Linked DNA regions of Sus scrofa: region 2 is linked to region 1. Evidence: chromatin contacts called from public HiChIP or PLAC-seq data. All regions are on one chromosome and are shown on one strand. Each heading gives the region's core, a stretch centred on a gene start, on an enhancer-like site or on the middle of the called end of the contact. The rest is flanking DNA. Distances are from core to core; before and after follow the strand shown. Region 1 holds the start of TAOK2 (serine/threonine-protein kinase TAO2). Region 2 holds the start of ASPHD1 (aspartate beta-hydroxylase domain-containing protein 1).

The links. HiChIP or PLAC-seq counts read pairs in DNA pulled down with a chosen protein or histone mark.
Region 2: an H3K27ac HiChIP or PLAC-seq map of alveolar macrophages shows a contact between it and region 1. The contact joins the promoter of ASPHD1 here to the promoter of TAOK2 in region 1. A contact is called at or near these places in 5 of 47 Hi-C or Micro-C datasets (alveolar macrophages, embryonic fibroblasts, epiblast stem cells and 1 more) and 1 of 2 datasets of contacts at active chromatin or transcription factors (alveolar macrophages).

The regions. Positions count from the first base shown.
Region 1 is chr3:18,175,267-18,181,545 of Sscrofa11.1, forward strand. TAOK2 (serine/threonine-protein kinase TAO2) reads left to right here and starts at 3,081. Exons shown (of 18, transcript XR_002342897.1): 1 at 3,081-4,047. TMEM219 (insulin-like growth factor-binding protein 3 receptor) reads left to right here. Exons shown (of 7, transcript XM_021088010.1): 6 at 1,128-1,297; 7 at 2,471-2,568. The coding sequence ends at 1,265.
Region 2 is chr3:18,117,630-18,123,908 of Sscrofa11.1, forward strand. ASPHD1 (aspartate beta-hydroxylase domain-containing protein 1) reads left to right here and starts at 3,286. Exons shown (of 4, transcript XM_005655098.3): 1 at 3,286-4,000; 2 at 4,003-4,362; 3 at 5,971-6,084. The coding sequence starts at 3,484. SEZ6L2 (seizure 6-like protein 2) reads right to left here and starts at 1,893. Exons shown (of 19, transcript XM_003354543.4): 1 at 1,317-1,893; 2 at 240-371. The coding sequence starts at 1,395.

The DNA.
Region 1 (6,279 bases), core at 1,831-4,330:
TCGGTCTTCAGGGGCATTCCATGATGAAGGCTTAGGGGTGCCTTAGGGGAAGAGGCGAAAGAGATACAGGGAGCAGGTCTTGAGGCTCCGTGATGCCTGGCTGAGATGCTAGACTTGATGCTTCAGGCCATGGGAGCCGCTGGAGCCACTGGTGGAGCAGACTGGCTAAGTGGAGGAGAGAGACTGGTTAGGAGGGAGCTGCATACCCTTCCCTTACATCGGCGAAGATCCTGCTGAAGAGCATGACCTGGGAGCTTGGAATCAGAGTTCTTGGTTTCCAGACCGGCTCTGCTTGAACATCTTAAAATGCAGACAATAGTGAACGTCCCTGGAGTTCCCATTGCGGCTTAGTGGTTAACAAACCTGACTAGGAACCCTGAGGGCAGAGGTTCGATCCCTGGCCTTGTTCAGTGGGTTAAGGATCCAGAATTGCCGCGGGCTGTGGTGTAGGTCGCATGCTGGACCTGGATCTGGCGTGGCTGTGGCTGTGGCGTAGCTGTAGCTGCGATTCGACCCCTTAGCCTGAGGACCTCCATATGCCGCAGGGGTGGCCCTAAAAAGACAAAAGACCAAAAAAAAAAAAAAAGTGCACGTTCCTATCTCCTGATGTCATTATGAATGTTCAGTTTGATGCTTGGGCAATAAAGCAGTCTGTAAACCATTGAGACAAATGTGGAGTTCCTGTCGTGGCGCAGTGGTTAACGAATCCGACTAGGAACCATGAGGTTGCGGGTTCGGTCCCTGCCCTTGCTCAGTGGGTTAACGATCCGGCGTTGCCGTGAGCTGTGGTGTAGGTTGCAGACTCGGCTCGGATCCCGCGTTGCTGTGGCTCTGGTGTAGGCCGGTGTCAACAGCTCCGATTAGACCCCTAGCCTGGGAACCTCCATATGCCGCGGGAGCGGCCCAAGAAATAGCAACAACAACAACAAAAAAGACAAAAAAAAAAAAAAAAAAAAGACAAATGTTAGCCTGTATAAAAATAACATTTTCCTTTTAGTTGCTCCTCTCCCCCATGGAGGCTTCTCTCTATAGCCCTTAGGTTAGGGTATCTAAGATGTCTTTCCAAGGGAAGTTTCTCTACAGTGCCTCTCCATCATTCCTCCTCCCCTCCCTGTCCTCACCCCTAGGAGGAGCTGGCTCTGTGTGGCTCCAGGCTGCTGGTTTTGGGCTCGTTCCTGCTTCTCTTCTGTGGCCCTCTCTGCTGTCTCACTGCTCTGTGCTTCCCCCCGCGCCGGGAGTCCCACTGGTCTAGAACCCGGCTCTGAGGGCACTGGCCTAGTTCCTGTCTCGTTCTCAGGTAAGGTTCTTTGCCTCAGTCCTGTGGGAACAGGGTATGGGGCGGGGGTGGCAATTCTAACTGAGAAAGAGCCATTCCTAAACAATATGGTTTGGCTTTACTTATTTCTGTGCCTTATATGGGTGGACTCATATTCTTTTGTGACTGACTTCTTTTGGTTAAACATTCTGATTTTAAGATTCATCCATAGGTGTAGTTCTCATCCAGGCTTTTTGGCATCAGTGGTGAATGAAGAGGGTTCAAATTTGATATGTTCTGGATATGAATTAATGTTTGTTTTGCATTTGTCCTAAAATTCTGATACCCTGTTTTATGATGCAAATTTTGTAAAATTCATTTTGAACTGCTCAAAGGAATTGATTGATGATTCCATTTACTGGGCACATACTACGTGCCCAAGGACTTCACATGCATCTTCTCTTTTTCCATTAGCCATCATTCCATTTAGATAAAGTTGATTCTGCTAGCAGGGTCTTTGGAGGGAACACATCTTCCAAAGTGGGAGTGTGGGACATATTGGACTAGTTAGTGGGTCAGCTCATTATGGTTAAAATATATATATATATATCCTGTAAAAAAATCTCACCCTTTCAGGTGAGTCTCATATAATTTGAAAATGAGTCATATATTGTACACCCAGCTCCTAAACTGTTCTCAGCTTGCTGGCTGCTGTGCCTTAGGAAATAACTGCGAGAGAAGAAGAAACAGCACAGGCCCAGGGAATGGCTCTGACGAAAGGATTTAGACCCTCAAGACTTACCTAGTTTTCTTCTTTTTCCTTTTCCTTTTTTTTTGGGGGGGGGGGGCTCTGCCTGTGGCCTGTGGAAGTTCCCAGGCCCAGGTATCAAACCCATGCCACATCAGTGGCCCACACCGCTGCAGTGACAAAGTGGGATCCTTAACTTGCTGTGCCACAGGAATTCCGCGACCACCTACCTGGGATGGAGAAAGGCGGATCCCTCTCAGCCTTTCTTAGATCTGAGCAGACTGGAAAGGAAGAGTTTCTGACTCCTGGCAGATCCTGGGGTCCTGAGGCCATCTCAGTTGGCATAAGTGCCTGTACCTATCTCTAGTTGTCACTTCCTCTGCTCCTTCCTCAATTTCTACAGCCATCCCAGAGCTTCCTCCACGGGTCCTCTGACCTGCCCTGTTTTTTTATTTTGTTCTCTTCAGGTGTGAACTTCTTGGGTCTTCGTTCGGAGTTGGAAGAGATGTTACAAAAAGTGGAGAGCTGGAATGTGGGAGGAAATAAAAGGCTTTTTTTTTTGCCCAGCGTTTCCCAGGGTGTTCATTGGGAATTGGATTAAGGTGGGAGTTTTAGGGTAGAGGGGCTTGCGAGGTTTTGGCGGATTTTTCCTTGTTGACTCTCTAGTTTGGGATACAGGTCGGTATAGGGCATAGGTTACTGCAGCTCTCGGGTATGGTCATGGAAATGCTTTGACATAAGTGCAGTGTGACCTTGTGCACGTCATGCTGCAATGAAGAAATATGACAGAATTTTACCAGCAAAGATTCCTCGAACTTGGTAGCCCACGTCCCGGCTGGATAGTTACTAAGCAGGACAGTCCGTTTTCCCGCCTTTTCCGCGCCCAGCAGCAGTCTTCCCTTACCCCTCCCAACCTCTACCCTGCACGCAGGCGCAGATCGCAGCTTCTTATTTCCTGCCACCCGCGCCCCCTCAAAGCTTCCCCTAGCAACAAGCTCGGGCTCAGCGCTAAGGCGGGGCGGGCGCATGCGCCGCAGCCCTTTCCACCACCAGTTGTCGGACAGCGCGCTGGGCTCCTCCCCCTCCAAGACTGGCCCTTCTCCCGGCCTCCTCCCACCCGGGGTCCGCGTGGCGGGGCGCGCGCGCACTCTGGCTGGGTTACTGCCCAGCTCCCCGGCCGCAGCGGTAAGGGGAGGGGGCGGGACTATTCCCTTCTGAGCCCCGCCCCCTTGGCCCGGCGTCTCTACCGCGCCTGCGCGCTCCCGCCCGGTCTCCATCTTGGAATTGGGAGGAAGAGGGAGAGGGAGACCGGGACGAGACCGGGGCTGTGGTGCGGAGAGAAGCTGAGACTGAGAAGAGGAGAGGGAGAGAGGGCACGGGGACCGCCCTTAGCTACAATCTTTCCGCTATCCTCGGGAGAGAGAAGGGGAAAGGGAGGAGGCCGGGGCGGGAGTGGAGGCTGTCACCCTCGGACCCCGGCGTGAGAGGGGCCGTGCGGTCGACCGTCCTCGGGGTAGGCCCCCTGTCGGTGGCCGAAGACCTGGGGCTCAGTCCCTTCGGTCTCGAATTTCCGGGCTTGACCCCACGCTTCTCAAATATCCGGGTATCAGCCCCTCAGATTTCAGATATCCGGGACTCGGGTCCCAACCTCTCTAAACCTGGGGCTCTGTTTCATAGAATTTCAAATATCTGGTGTTCAGGATCCTGCGTGTACCAGTATCCGGGGTTCATTCCCCACTAGTTCAGATATCAGATTCAGCCTCCCCCCGTTCAAATATCTGGGGCTCAGACCCCACAATCAGAAATCCGGGATTCAGCAACTGTCGCCCTCGAGGAGGAGGAGGACTGGACCGCGAGGTCAGATCAGGTTGTCACCCCCTCCCCTCCACGGGAGGCTTCCCGGGCCCGCCCCTCAGGAAGGGCGAAAGCCGAGGAAGAGGTGGCAAGGGGAAAGGTCTCCTTGCCCCTCTCCCTGCTTGGCAGAGCCGCTGGAGGACCCCAGGAGGAGGCGGAGGCGCTGGGGCACCATAGTGACCCCTACCAGGTGAGACACGGGGTGCAGGGGCGCGGGTCCCTGTGTCTAGCTTGAGAAGAAAGGGTGCTTCTTTCTGGGAAGCTGGCCCTGGGTAGGCCCTGTCCTCAGGATGGGGAAGCCCAACGGGGCCAGTGGTCAGCCTCTGACTAGCCTTGCCTTTTGCTGCCACCCTCTTTCCCTTCCTCTTCCCTTCATTATTGCCTGGTTGCTGGGGGACCTCAGGTGACAGGGTCTCCGATGTCACCGGGGGTCATACCCTAGGGTGCTTGAGCTAATCGGATGGGTTTGTGCCCTTCTGGTCTCTCTGTTCACTTTGCCCCTCACTGCTACCCCTTCTCCATGATTGTAACCCTCTTTCCTTACTGCTCTGGGTTGTTGATTCCCATGCCTCTGATCCCTGTGGTGGGTCTGTTTATCTGTTTTTCAGGCATGGTCTGGTTGGGTTTCTTGTCCTTTCAAGGAAGTGTGTGAGTGCATTTGTATCTGGGGGTACCTGGCAATATTTCCCCCCAGCCTATTGTTACCTTCCAACCTCTTGCTGTGATGGTAGAAGTGAGCCCATTTGTCTGGCAATTTATTTCCAAAGTGCTTTATATCTCTTCTCTCATGTGACCTCTTCCCCTCCATTCATCTGGTGAGGGGCTCATTGATTGCTGTCTTCCCATTTTACAGTTGAGAACATTAAGGCCCAGAGAGGTTGCCCAAGGTCACACAGTGGCAGAATCAGAATTGGAACCCAAGCCCTTGATCAAGTCTTGCCCCCTCTGCGCCATACCCGTCTCTCGTTATCTCTTTTGTTCTGTGCTTGGGGTTAGCCAGGGGTGCAGAGGAGAATGAGTTGGGGTGAGATTTAAGAATGGAAGAGAGAGGAGCTACTTGAGGGCTATTCTCAGGAGCTTGTCCTGATGGGAAGTTCTGGCTTCTGCCTTTTGCTTCATGGATTTTTCTCTCTACTGTGACCTTCATCTTTTACCCTGATCCCAGTCTTTGGCCTGGGTTCCTGAGAGGGCTGCCTCTTCTGACAAATGACAGTGGTGTCTCTTTAACAGTTAAAGCCGAGCTGTAGGTAGGTAGGGTAGGATGATCCCCAAAGCATTAGAGCCTTGTTGGGTGACTCTGGAAGCAGAGAGAAAAATCCGTATACTGAGTGTCTGCATGGTGTTCCTCCCAAGTATGAGATCTCATTAAAAAATTCACAACAGCCCCACACTGTCATCCGTTTTACTGATGAGAAGACCAAGTGTAAGGAACTTACTCAGAGCCCTGTTGCTGTACTTTGTGGATGATATGCGCTGGTAGTGTAGCTTAGGACCGACAGACTTGGGTTTCCTCATCTGTAGAGTGGAGATAACATTGTCCATTTTAGAAGGTGGTTATGATTTAGCACAGACCTTGGTAACCACTCATATGTTTGTTATTTGATGCAGAGGCCCTGTGTGATGTTTCACTGGCATCCCTTACATGCGCTCTGGGGTCCTGGGTTGGCATTCTTGGCTGGGTGCTGATAAAGAGGTCAAGAAGATTCCTTTGGCAAGTTGTGAGCACCTGCCTTTGTGTGTGGGTGTGTGGTGGGGGTGAGGGGTGCTTAGCAGGGTTGCTGGCAGGAGAATGGAGAAAGGGGCCTGCTTTGAGGAGCTGAGAGCTGCTTAGGGCTGGGCTCAGGGCAATCAATCAATCTCAGGCTATTCTGAGCCCTCTGCACCCTGGGGGCCCACCAGAGAGTGAGGCTTGCTCCGTGCCCTCCAGCTTCCAGTTGGGCTGAGAAGACAAAATTAACAACACAACAGGAAACAATGCACAACAGAATATAATTACATGCTAAATTGTTAGGTGCTTTTAAGGAGCTAGAACTCTGCCCTGGGAGTCCAGCTCTGCTGAAAACTCTTTTGTGCCTAAATTCCAACAAGTACTTAGCCAGGAGCCTGGCCTGGAATCCCCTTGGGGGTCTTGGCTGTGAAGTACTGCTGGAGTTTTCAGCACATTTCTGGCTAGATGCTCTAGGAGCTCTCCCCAAGGGCACAGTAGTCTGGGGAGGCTTCCTGCAGGAGGGGATTGAGCTTGGAGTGAGTTATTGAGGGAGTAATGCCTGGTGAGGAGAAGGTCCTGTACTGTGACCTTGGGAAAGAAGTCCTTCCTTTCTATGCCTCAGTGATCTCATCTGTGAAATGAAGATCACGATCCTGCCCAGCTTGTTTCATAGGGCTGTTCTGAAAACACAGGGATAGAGGACCAGCTTTGGGC
Region 2 (6,279 bases), core at 2,036-4,535, 57 kb before region 1:
TTCTGGTTCTCTGAGTTTCCATCCGTCTTTCTGATGGTCTGTTTTTTTCTCTCTGGCTCTGTCTCTTGATCATGCTATCTCAAATTCTCTGGTTCTCTGACTGTCTATACCCAGTTTTGATTCTCTCAAACCATCTCTCTCTGTCTCCCTCTGAATTTCACTGGCCTGGCTCCCCATCTCCCGGAGATAACATTTCTCCCTCTGCTTCTACGTTACTGCTGTCACTCTGGGGGCCTTACCGGGCAGGTAGCCCATCTCTGGACCCCTCCTCAGCAGGGCCCCGTGGAGCAGCTCCGCCAAGGCCTCAGAGGCTACTGTGGGGGTCTCGCTTCCAGGCTCCAGCAGTGCCTCCTCTTCCTTCAGGGGCAGACCTAGGAGATGAAGTTGTGTGAGCTCTTTCACTGCCCCACACTCCTTCCTTCTCCAGAAAGATCTTTTCCAGAGCTCTTCCTCCCTCCTCAGTCAGCTGGGCCTGCAGGAGCTCAGAGGGTCCCAGGCTGGGCTGAGAGCCAAGACTGGAGGAGGGGCTCCCAGCTGCCCATCACACTCCTACACCTTCCTCTCTCCCTTCTCCCCCAGGCTGAGTGGGCCTTCGGTGAGCACCTCAGCTCTGAGGAACCTTGGCTAACGTCAGCAGGGTGGAGAAGAGGCAGGGTGCTGCCCGCATTCTCCTCTCACTGGTGCTCTCCCCGCAACCCTGGGGCTCCGCAGAGGGTCTAGCAGCACCTCCCAACCCTTGCTTCCGCAGTGCCCAGCTTTCTCTTTGGGTTTCTGTCCCTGCAGTGTGGTTTCTCTCTCTCTCTCTTTCTTCCTTCCTCTCACCCTCCAGTCCTCCCTCCCTTTCCTTCTCTGCAGTCTCTGTCCCCTTCCCTGGAGTCTTGCTGGGGGGTCAGAGTGGGGGACTGAATATCTGGCCTCTGAGCATTGCCTCTGTTCATCTGTCTTTGTCCACACATCCAAGAACATTTGTATGTGCAGTGCCTGGCATCTTTCCCACACCTCTATCTCCCACCCAGCTACCCTGCCTGCTTCTGCTGCCTCCGCAGACACCCCCCCCCAACTTTCCCAGCCCCTTTTTCTGAATTGAATGCCTGAGACTCGGCTAAAAACTCCTGTCAGTCATTTTCCCACCTCCTCAATATAGGAGGTTAGGAGCTCCAGGCACAAGAGGAAAGCCTCGGCTGGCCCCTTCCGCGATGGCTGTGCCCCTCCCCTCCCCCAGGAGCTCAAAAGGCACAGGATGTTCAGAGAAAGGAAGGTAGGGGACCGTGCTGGGGGCCTTCTCGGGGCCCACCCCCATGCATCAATGTCCTTACCCTGAATCCAGGGACAGCTCAGCAGAAATAGGAACAGCAGCTGGGGAGGCGGTGGATGCTGGGCCCTGGGAGTCCCCATGGCGACTCACACCGATTTCTCTCTTCCGTGCCTCTCCTAAATAATCCAACTGTCACCTTTCGTCGGTCTCCTTTTATCTTTCCTATTAATTTCCCCCCCCCCCCCAGCAGTTAGCAAGGAAGACAATTTCTCTGCCCCTTGGAACGAAGGGGCAGAGCTGGCTGGGCTTGGAGCCCTCCCCTCTTTGCCCAGTCTCCTCTGTCCTCAGCTCTCGGGTCTGTAGGAGAGGGGGCGCGGCTCTGGCTGCAGGGGGTGGGGCCGGGAAGGGCGAAGGAGCCGGGTCGCCTGGGTCCTCTTGATCGAGCGCTTGGGTCCGCTGGGCTGGCTGGATTCTAAGCTGGGGGAGTGGGGAAAGGCAAAACAGCTTCCGGGGACCTAGGGTGGGGTCGAGTATAGGAAGGGTCCCTACTGTGCTCAAGTGAGGCTTGGCGGGGAGGGGAGGGGGTTGCAGAACCTGGAAAGCCGAGGCTTGGGCACTGGAGCTGCGGGAGGGAGAAGCTGAGAAAGGTGTCGTGCCCACGTCAGATCCTGGGGACGGGCGAAGGGAGGGGCCTGGGATTTATTTGGGGGCGGTGGGGGAGGAGGAGGGGGAGGAAGTGCAGATGGAAGAAGGAGGGACCACTAGAGCCAGGGTCGTAATCCTCACTCCCGCGGCCCCTAGGGGAGGGAAAGGAAACTCTGGTTCCAGCAGTAATTATACCCCTCCCCCAGCCATTCCAGCACATTTGGAATCTGAGTCTTCTCTTCACAGGGTACCGAGGGACAGCATAGCTGGGTTCGCGCCTGCTCAGCCCCCCAGTATGCCCCCGGCCCACTCCATGGGACGTGGCTTTCACAGAAGCTCATGTGGAATGGGTTTTCCCCTCCTCCAGAAGAATGGCAAGTTCCTACGTTTGTGAGAAACCTAAGGGGTGACAGGCTGGGATCTGGGGAGGGAAGACCCCTCTTCTAACGTACAACACGACCCCAGCCAGCCGCCTGGTGGCTTCAACTTTGATTTTTTTTTTTTTTTTTTCCTCCTGGTCTCATCTCAGGGCCTCTGGAGCACCCTTTTCAGCACCACAAGAGCGGACAGCTCTTCTCGGCCCGCCTGAGCGCGCCTGGAGCCCGGCGCAGTAGGCGATTGGCTGAAGCCGCCTTCATTATCTATCAGGCTCCCTCCCGGGGCTGGCTTTGTGAAGGCGAAGGGGGAGGTGGAATCACAGGCCGACTGGTCGAGGGATCGGCTGACCCACGGACAGGCCGCAGTGTCCCCCGTCTGCAGTCTGAGACCGCCAGCCTCGTCCATCGGTCGGCGCGCTTGCCCCGCCCCTTAGATTGCCCCGCCCCTCCACCAGCCCCGCCCCTTTTTCGCATTGCGGGGCGCTGGAGGTTGGCGTTGTGCCCCCTGAACCCCACGTGGCACCCGGTCCGGGCCGGGGGAGGCAAATCCGGAGACCACCCCACCCCCCGCCTTCAACCCGGCTGAGTTGCCGCGGCCACTGGGCGAGGGCGGGGGTAGCTAAGCTGAGAGGACTGTGGGGAGGGGTGACGTCAGGGTGAGTGGGAGCCAAGGAAGGAGCGAGTAGGAGAGAGAGCGAGCGAGGGAGAGGGAGAGGGAGAGAGAGAGAGAACCCGCGGGTCGGGTCGAGTGAGAAGCAAGGGCAAGAAGGAGAGGGGGTTGGAAGGAGAGAGAGAAGTCGCTGCGGAGGACGGCTGGTTGCGGGTTCCCGACGGCTGGTTGCGGGTTCCCGGGGCTGCGGGTCCAGGTGGGGTAGGAACTGCAGTCTAGGGGAGCTAGAAGGCAAGGGGGAGGGGGAGGGAAGGATAAAGCGAAGAGATAGGTGGGGGGGGTAGAGGGAGGAGAGAAGAGAGGGGGAGACAGTGGAGAAAGGAGACTGAGGGAGAGAGAGGAAACTACTGGGAGGAGAAAGTAGAGGAGAAAAGGGGCAAAAGAGAAAGAGGAAAGAGTTGGAAGGAGAAGGAAGAGATAGGAGGGGCGAGGACAGAGAGAAAGGGAAGGAGGGTTAAGGGGTACATGAAGGAAGGGAGAAAGAGGGAGCTACAAGGTGGAGAGAGGCCCTCAGAAGGAGAGAGAAGCAGGTGGGAATGTGGAAGGGAAACAGCCTAGCGGGTCACCAGGGAGCAGCCGTGGAGGGAACCGGTGGAGAACTGGGGGGACAGGGGAACTGGGGTCTGGAAGATGCCCCAGGTCTCTTGGCCAGGGCCTCTCTGCCCCTCATGCCCACATGGCCACTGCCTCTGGCCTCCTCTGCCCTCACCCTGCTCCTTGGCGCCCTCACTTCCCTGTTTCTCTGGTACTGCTACCGCCTGGGCTCCCAAGACTTGCAGGCCCTGGAGGCTGGGAGTCAGGCTAGGGCTGGCAGTGGTGGGCCTGGGGGGTGCTCTGAAGGTGGCAGGCCAAGCCCAGGGAGCTCTGGGGAGTCTGGGGAAGGACACAGGACAGAAGGCCTAGTGAGCCGTCGCCTTCGGGCCTACGCCAGGCGCTACTCTTGGGCTGGGATGGGTAGGGTGAGGCGGGCGGCTCAGGGGGGCCCAGGCCCTGGGGGAGGGCCAGGGGTCCTGGGCATTCAGCGCCCAGGCCTGCTTTTCCTGCCAGACCTGCCCTCAGCCCCTTTGTGCCACGGGATGCCCAGCGGCATGACGTGGAGCTCCTGGAGAGCAGCTTCCCTGCCATTTTGCGGGACTTTGGGGCTGTGAGCTGGGACTTCTCAGGGACTACCCCTCTGCCTCGGGGCTGGTCCCCACCACTGGCCCCTGGGTGCTACCAGCTCCTGCTGTACCAAGCAGGCCGGTGCCAACCCAGCAACTGCCGCCGGTGCCCTGGGGCCTATCGGGCACTGAGGGGGCTGCGAAGCTTTATGAGTGCCAACACCTTCGGCAATGCTGGCTTTTCTGTCCTCCTGCCTGGGGCCCGGCTTGAGGGCCGCTGTGGGCCCACCAATGCCCGGGTCAGATGCCATCTGGGTAAGTAGATGCTGCTTACAGACAACCTTCTTGCTGCCACAATTCCCCCTCCAGACTCTCCTTTTCTCTGCCACCTGATCTTTTACCCTGTTTCTGATCATGCCTTTCCTCTCAGAAATCTTCCATGACTCCCTGTTGTCTACAGTAGCATTTCCTGAGCCTCAGTGCTCTGCAAACCATCTTCATACGCTTTCCCAGAGTCATTTACCACCTGTCCTCTGTTTCTTCGTTTTCTCTCCTCGCCCCTCCCATTTTGTTTTACTTATTTTAAAAGGAATCTTTAGGAGTTCCCTGGTGGCCTACCAGTTAAGGACTTAGCGATGTCACTCTCGTGGCTCAGGTTAGATCCCTGATCTGGGAACTTCCGTATGCCAAAGGCACGGCCAAAATAACAACAAAATACCCTGCACACTGTAAATGTAGGAGCGATATGAATTGTTACTTCTTAAAGGAATCTTTATAGAATAACGATAATCAGGACTAATTACCTTAAAAAGAAATTATTCATAAAAACAAATTTAAATTTTAAAAAGCAAGCTTAAAAATTCTAGCAAAAATACTCCAGTCTGAGACTAAAGCCTCCACTCTCCTCCTTTAAAAAAGAGCAATTTTTTTTGTTCTTTGTTTTTAGGGTCTCACTGGTGGCATACGGAGGCTCCCAGGCTAGGGGCCGAATCAGAGCTACAGCTGCCAGCCTACGCCATAGCCACAGCAATGCGAGATCCGAGCCATGTCTGTGACCTACACCACAGCTCACGGCAACACCGGATCCTTAACCCACTGAACGGGGCCAGGGAGCGAACCCTCATCCTCATGGATCCTAGCCAGGTTCGTTAACCACTGAGCCACAAAGGGAACTCCCAAAAAAAGAGCAATGTTAAAGCTATGGGAGGCACTAAACTGAGATTTTCTTTTCTATATTTTAAAGATTGAAAGAAAATAGGGAGGGGGAAAAAAAAACTTGTTTTCTGTCATTCAATGTCATGACCTTGTTTTGCCTAAAATCATCTCCTGTGCTGCTGGTTGAATGTGATCAAGCCCAGATCTTTTCTCTCATTTCTCACCCGGTCCCTTCTTTCCCATGCCTCCCGGCACGCTCTAAATCATGAAGGCCTTTTGGCTGATCCTGGCAGATGCCACACACAGGCTCTTAGCCTAGACTGTCTCTCCCCCTTACCACCTCTTGGGAAACCCCTACTTAGCCGTCACGACTCACACTGTCCGGTGCCACACCCCCTCTGGGATGTCGTCCTATTTCCCACTATTTGAGCTGGCTCCTCGGTTTCCCCACAGCACTTACCTGTGTGGCCCTTGGCAGGATGGAGCCATCCATTTTATGCCTTCTGAGGAGAGAGGGCCCAGGAGAAGCCCAAGGGGAGATGCTCCTTCCTTCAGGAAGGCTTCCCTTTTCTCTGAAACGACAGACTGTGTTTTGCACTGCCTTTCCCCCTATCACCTAGCATTTCTTTCATCCAGTACTGTATCCAGTATGTGGGTCACCTTCCAGAGAGCCTGGCCTGTAAGACCCTCCGGTCTGCTGTTTCACTGAATGGGGTGGGCTCCTTCGATGGAGGCAGGAGGGCTGGAGGCCCTGATCTCTTTCTACAGGCCTGAAGATTCCCCCTGGCTGTGAGCTGGTGGTTGGGGGTGAGCCCCAGTGCTGGGCTGAGGGACACTGCCTGCTGGTGGACGACTCCTTCCTGCACACGGTGGCTCATAATGGTAAGGGGGCTCCCAGGCCGCTGGGAGGATGAGGGACGAGAGTGTGAAAGGGAACAGACTAGAGGCTGTGGAGGACTCAGGCCCAACTGTCCTCCTGTCCTACACCATCATTTTCCGGTCGCAGGACCTTGTGCAAGTCACATCATTTCTCCAGTCACCTGTGAAACGGGCCCACCACCTTCTTCATCAGGCGAC